Linked DNA regions of Rattus norvegicus: region 2 is linked to region 1. A link is a contact called in public Hi-C data. All regions are on one chromosome and are shown on one strand. Each heading gives the region's core, a stretch centred on a gene start, on an enhancer-like site or on the middle of the called end of the contact. The rest is flanking DNA. Distances are from core to core; before and after follow the strand shown. Region 1 has its middle 28 kb from the start of Zfp652. Region 2 holds the start of Phospho1 (phosphoethanolamine/phosphocholine phosphatase 1).

Region 1 (2,898 bases), core at 157-2,656:
TCCCATCCAAAGCAACAGGTCTGTCTGGTTTGTATTCCAGCCGGAGGTGGGCCTCCCCTAGGGAGAGGGGGAGATGCTGAGAGAACAGGACTGAGTGACTGACCCCCTTCATCTTGGAGTGGAAAATCTGGGCACAAGCCACAGAGCTACTGCCATGTTTTCTGACCCTCTTGGTAGTCTATAACGGTACTTTTAATTTTTTTTAAAGATTTTATTTATTTCATATAAGTGAGTACCCTGTCACTCTCTTCAGACACACCAGAAGAGGGCGTCCATTACAGATGGTTGTGAGTCACCATGTGGTTGCTGGGAATTGAACTCGGACCTTTGGAAGAGCAGTCAGTGCTCTTAACCACTGAGCCATCTCTCCAGTCCTTAATTTTTTATTATTTATTTATTCTGTGTGTGTGTGTGTGTGTGTGTGTGTGTGTGTGTGTGTGTGTGTGTGTGTGTGTAGTATGCCACAGTGCATGTGTGGAAAGTCAGGTCAACTTTTGAAGTCAGTTCTCCCCTTCCTCCATCCAGGTCCCAGAGATCAGACTCAATAGAGAAACAGATCGCCCTATGTAATACAAGCTGAAATTCACGATCCTCCTCAGTGTTGGGTTTACAAGTTGTGCACCACTGTGTCTGGCTGTCATAATTACAGGGTTGCATGTAGCCAAGGTTAGCCCCAAACTTGCTATCTAGTCAAGGATGAGCTTGAACTCCTGATTCTCGTGCCCCCACTTCCCAAGTTCTAGCATTACTGGCCTGTGCCAGTCACCGTATCTGATATAAGTAATCCTGGGGGTTGAACCCCAGACTTGGTGCATGCATACATCCCTAGTCCTTGCAAATCACACTTTATCACCCAGAACCAGGCCTGTAACCCCAGCTTCTTGGGAGGCTGAGGCAGTATGATTTAAAGTTAAAGGTTTGCATGGACTACAGAGGGAGTTCAAAGCCAACACGGGCAACGTCTTAAGACTCTGTCTCAAAATGAAGAACAAGAAAGGCTATAGCTCAACGAGTGCTTGCCCAGCGTGCATGAGGCTCTTGATTTTCAGTGCCACTCAAATCCAAAACAAAAAACAAAACTGCCCCACCACCACCACCACACCTACCCCAACACCACCCCCCACACCCAGTAGTGGCTAAAAAACACATTACCTCAGTTTCTGTTGTTAGGAGTCTGGTTCCTGGGCTTCCGTGAGACTGTTATCACATGCCCAGCCTAGACTCTCAAGGCTCTGCCCTGACTGGAGAGCCCTCTTCTAACCTCGAGAGTGCATCTCCTGGCAAGCCGTAGCAGATTGCTTCCAAGTTCACTCCCGTGGTTGTTGACCAGCTTCTGGCATTCTTCATAGCTGCCCAAGTGCCCTCGTGACTCAGCAGCTGGTGACTGAAGATCAAGGCCGCATCCTGAAGTGGTTGTGTTTTTGAAATAGTGTTTCATAGAGGCCAGGCTGGTCAGAACTTTCTAGACAGCCCAAGGATGCTTTTGAATTTCTCATTTTCCTGGCTCCACTTTCTGAGGGCTGTGATCACAGCTAAATTTCTAGGGTTCTGTATGATTTCACCTTGCCTGTCACATCTGTCATACTTCACTTACCAGGAGGAAGTCACTGAATCCAAGCCACATAAAGGAGGGCATCACTTACGGGTACAAGTACACCAGGAAGTGGGCTCGTCGTTGGGAGTTAACTGTCACAAAACTGATCTGGCAAGCACTGAGCTGAGCCTTTTACCTGCAGGACTTCACTTAACCCTCATGCTGACCTATGGCAGTGGTATCAACACTACTTGAAAACATGGGGACAAGCGCCAAGTGGCTAAACTGCTTGCTCACACCCATGGACTATGATTCAGCGGGTCTCAACCTGTGAGTCACATGTCAGATATTCTACATATCAAGTGTTTCATTATGATTAATAACAGTAGCAAAATTACAGTTATGAAGTAGCAACAAATTGATCTTGTGACTGGGTGGAGGGTCACCACAACATGAATGGTATTAAGGGGTGGCAGTGTTAAGAAGACAGAGTCAGGCTGGAGAGATGGCTCAGTGGTTAGGGGCACTGACTGCTCTTCCAGAGGTCTTGAGTTCAAATCCCAGCAACCACATGGTGGCTCACAACCATCTGTAACGGGATCCAATGCCTTCTTTTGGTGTGTCCAAAGACAGCTACAGTGTATTTATACATACATAAAATAAATTAAAAAAAAAAAAAAAAGACAGAGTCACTGAACTGTGTGGTGGAGGGGAGATGTACCCTGTGCTCAACTTTGAACAAGCTCACGTGTTTCTGCTTCCTTTGCTGTAAGAGTTCCTTCCCCGGTATCTGGAGAAAAATCAAGGTTGTGCAGATTGAGTGGAGCTGAACTGGTGACAGTCAGAGGGCTGGAAACCCCAAAGTTCCTGAATGCAGAATTCAGGAACAGGGCTGGGAACATGGGACGCATGCCTGAAGGGAAACCTGAAATGGTTGTATGGGTGAAATTCTCCCTCTGTCTTTGAGAACAGAACAGAGGAGGCAGGGATCTAGAAACAAATGTCAGTGCTGACAATTGCACTCTAAAGTATTACACTTCACCGGGCTCACCTAACATCCCAGGGCTCAGGAGGCAGAGGCAGGCACATCTCTGAGTTCAAGGCCAGTCTGGTCTACTACAGAAAAAGTCCAGGCTGGCTAGGGCTACATAAACAACAAAAAGTACTACACTTCTTGTACAGGGGTCTATGCAAAGGTATCAAGTCCTAGTAACTATTAAGCCAAAATCTGTGGGCCGTTACAACATACACATTTACAACAGGCTGTCCCAAATCTTACTGGCCTGAAACAGTATTTGATCTCTCAGATTCTGAAAGTGGACTGTGTGGTTATTTTGCTTGTCTCACTGGGGCTCTAAGCATGA
Region 2 (2,898 bases), core at 169-2,668, 50 kb before region 1:
TTTATATCACAGCCTCTGCCTGCTCCCTCTCTCCTTTGATACAAATACTTTTAGGTTAAATCTGTGGGAAGGTGGGGTTGGGGATTTAGCTCAGCGGTAGAGCGCTTGCCTAGCAAGCGCAAGGCCCTGGGTTCGATCCCCAGCTCCGAAAAAAAGAAAAAAAAAATCTGTGGGAAGGTGGGGTAGGAGTTCGTGTGTGTGTGTGTGTGTGTGTGTGTGTGTGTGTGTGTGTGTGTGTGTGTGTGTGAAGCTCTAAGCTTGAAATTCTCCTAATGGGGAGAGGGTAGAGCCCATAGGAAAGTTTGGGGAGTTTTTCACAAGAAACATACAGGCTGAGAATGGGGGTGAGGACTTCAAAAATGTCAAGCCTTCCTTGCCCCAAGAATAAGTATGTCCATCACTAGAAATTAGATCTGACAATTAAGCTAGGATTCCTGCCCCTAACAGTCCCAACTTTACAAACTCCTTACTTGTTCATTAACCCTTAATGGGGAAGGGGTGTTGATGGCAGAGTGGTCCAGCTTGCATCCTGGGCATCACACAGCACCAGAAATAGGATTAAAACTCAGGGGTCTCTACTGCCTTTTAAACTAGCTGAACTCTCCGTTGCTCCGGAGGCTCTGTAATTTTCCCGGTCCTAGGGAGTAATGGTCTGTGCGCTGGTGCTAGAGAGGAATCTGGGACTAGGCATCACCTCTGGGGGTTCCTGCCTGGAGTGGACAAGCAGAGGTGATTCTTCCTGGGTAGGGGCAGGGAGATGGCAGCTGCCGATGGGGTAGCAGGAGAGATATTTTTAGAGGTGACTGGAAAGCAGGCACTCTGGCACACCCCCAGCTGGCGGGCGCTTCGCTCTAATGCGGGCGGGGGGTGCGCAGCTCGGGGAGAAGGAAGGACTTGTGGGTGGCGGGGAGCTATGACAGTCCCCAGAGATGAAGGGACACTGGGCACCATGAACCTGGGAAAAAGGGGGGAAGAGGGTTCGGTTCTCTGCCCCAGGGGATTACCCCACCATCAAGCGCATGAAACACCCTCAAACTCCACACGGCCCCCACCCCAACATTGAGATCGCGGTCCTCCCGGAGCCCAGGACTCATGCGGGGCAGCGGCGGTCGCGCTGTCTGTCCCAGCTGAGTTTGGAGTGGAAGTAGTGGGAAGGGGGCTAGTTAAGGGATTTGGGGACAGGATGGAGCAAGGGGTGCTTACGGGAATTGGGGGGGACGCGGTCTTATCCACCCCCGGATTTCTGAGCTCCGGCTCACGCGTCCCTCCAGCCCCGAGGGACCGTGGATGATGTGCTTCTGCTCCGTCCCTTCCACCTGCCCCCCATCCCCGGGGCCGCCGCCGCGTCCCCTTTAAATGCCGGGGAGCCAGAGCCCGAGCCGCGGCGGGCGCTGCGGCAGCCGCAGCACCCGGGCCCACCGCAGTCCCCGCACGTCACAAGCGCCCAGCCAATCACGGCGGCGCCGGCGCACATCAAAGGGGCGGGCTGCCAGCGAGCCACGCCTCCGGGCTGTCCCGGAGGCCGCGCGAGTGGCGGGGAGACTGGGCGGGCGGGACGGGTGGAGCGTGGCGCGTCCCGTCCGAGGAGCGTGGGTGCGGGGCACCCTCTGCGTGCGCGTGGGCACGTGCGTGAGTCAGTGTCACACTGCCCGCCTCCCGCTGGGCTCGGCGCGAGGAATCTTCAGGCTGCCACTCCACCGCCCCGCAGTCCTGGCTCTGGAGCGCCACCGGACAGCCGGGTGACCGGCCCGCCGAGCAGCACTCCCTCCACGTGCGCCAAGCCCGGTGCCCTCTGCCCTTCCGGGAGGAGTCACGGCATCCTGCCGAGTCCTCGGAACCCTGTCCCTAGATTACCGGGTACTCGGGCTTGCCGGTGGAAGAACTCTCCCAATCCGCCCAAACTCGGGAATACAGTGGTGCAAATAAAAAAAATCCCGCTCTCTCCCAAGTGCTGGGAGTGCGCTCCTGGACCCCCATCCGCCGCTATTCCCCTCTGGAGAGCTTCCCCTTGCTTCCCAACCCTTAGGACACTAGGTTATGATTAAGAGAGAAGGGGTGAAACCTGGACTTTCTGAGCCGGTGCGACGAACCCAGGAGAAAAGACTTGTCCAAGAGTTCAAACACAAGAACATCTCACTTCAGTCACAGAACAGAATCTGTGAGGAGATGCACCCAGGCCTGGGTCTAACTTCAACTCTCCCAAAGTCCTCTAGCTTTGATACCAGTGCTCCGTGCTTTCACCAGCAAAAGGCGGATAGGCAGAAAAATTGCCAACCTGATGGACCACCCACCCAAACCTTTGAGGGCGACTTCTCCATTGCCCCAGCTCCCTCTCTATGACAGCGCCCCTTCACCTCTTACCTCGCTGAAGTCGGAGAGCAACTGCCAGGTACCTGGGCTGCTTCTACCTAGTGGTGCTCAGCTTGGCTTTTAATCTTGAGTCGGGGATGGGAGGGTGGGCCTCTTATAGTTTGTTCCTACCTATTCTAGGTCTGGCCCTGAGCTCCTAAATCTCCTGCCTCCTTGTTCCGTCTGATGGATTAAAGGCCTGAGTCGCCACGCCAAACCCTGCAATCCTTCCCCTTGCAGAAGCAGTTTGGTCTCCACACCCTCCCCTAAGACAGGCTCACACAGTCTTCAGCGTCTGTGTTGCATCTGTCCTCAGCCCTGCAATGCCCCCCTCCTCCGACCCTTTGAGACGGTTTCATGTGGCCCAGGCTAGTATGGGCCTTACTGTGTAGTTCAGAATGACCGTCAATTCCTGAGTCTCCACCTTCTGAGCGCTGGGATTAAAGGCATGTGTCACTATGCCCTTAGACCAGTCCTGGGTGTACTTGTAGGGCAGTGGGTAAGTGACTAAACAGATTTGAATGTCTGGATCCATGCGCTGACCCTTAC

What was found. A called contact is a pair of places that touch in the nucleus more often than the background predicts.
Region 2: a contact with region 1 is called in a Hi-C map of Schwann cells, with 2.4 times the contacts expected there. The contact joins the promoter of Phospho1 here to the enhancer-like site in region 1. A contact is called at or near these places in 3 of 12 Hi-C or Micro-C datasets (the A7r5 cell line, the Rat2 cell line and Schwann cells).

Annotation. Positions count from the first base shown.
Region 1 is chr10:81,207,054-81,209,951 of GRCr8, reverse strand. No RefSeq gene overlaps it. Among named protein-coding and RNA genes, the nearest start is that of Zfp652, 28 kb to the right of the region's middle. Within about 2 kb of position 1,406, at least 11 of the 93 cell types and tissues checked have an H3K27ac peak or open chromatin away from gene starts, as enhancers often do. A contact at or near this core is called in the A7r5 cell line and Schwann cells, where this site is marked.
Region 2 is chr10:81,257,330-81,260,227 of GRCr8, reverse strand. Phospho1 (phosphoethanolamine/phosphocholine phosphatase 1) reads right to left here and starts at 1,418. Exons shown (of 3, transcript NM_001105833.1): 1 at 1,204-1,418.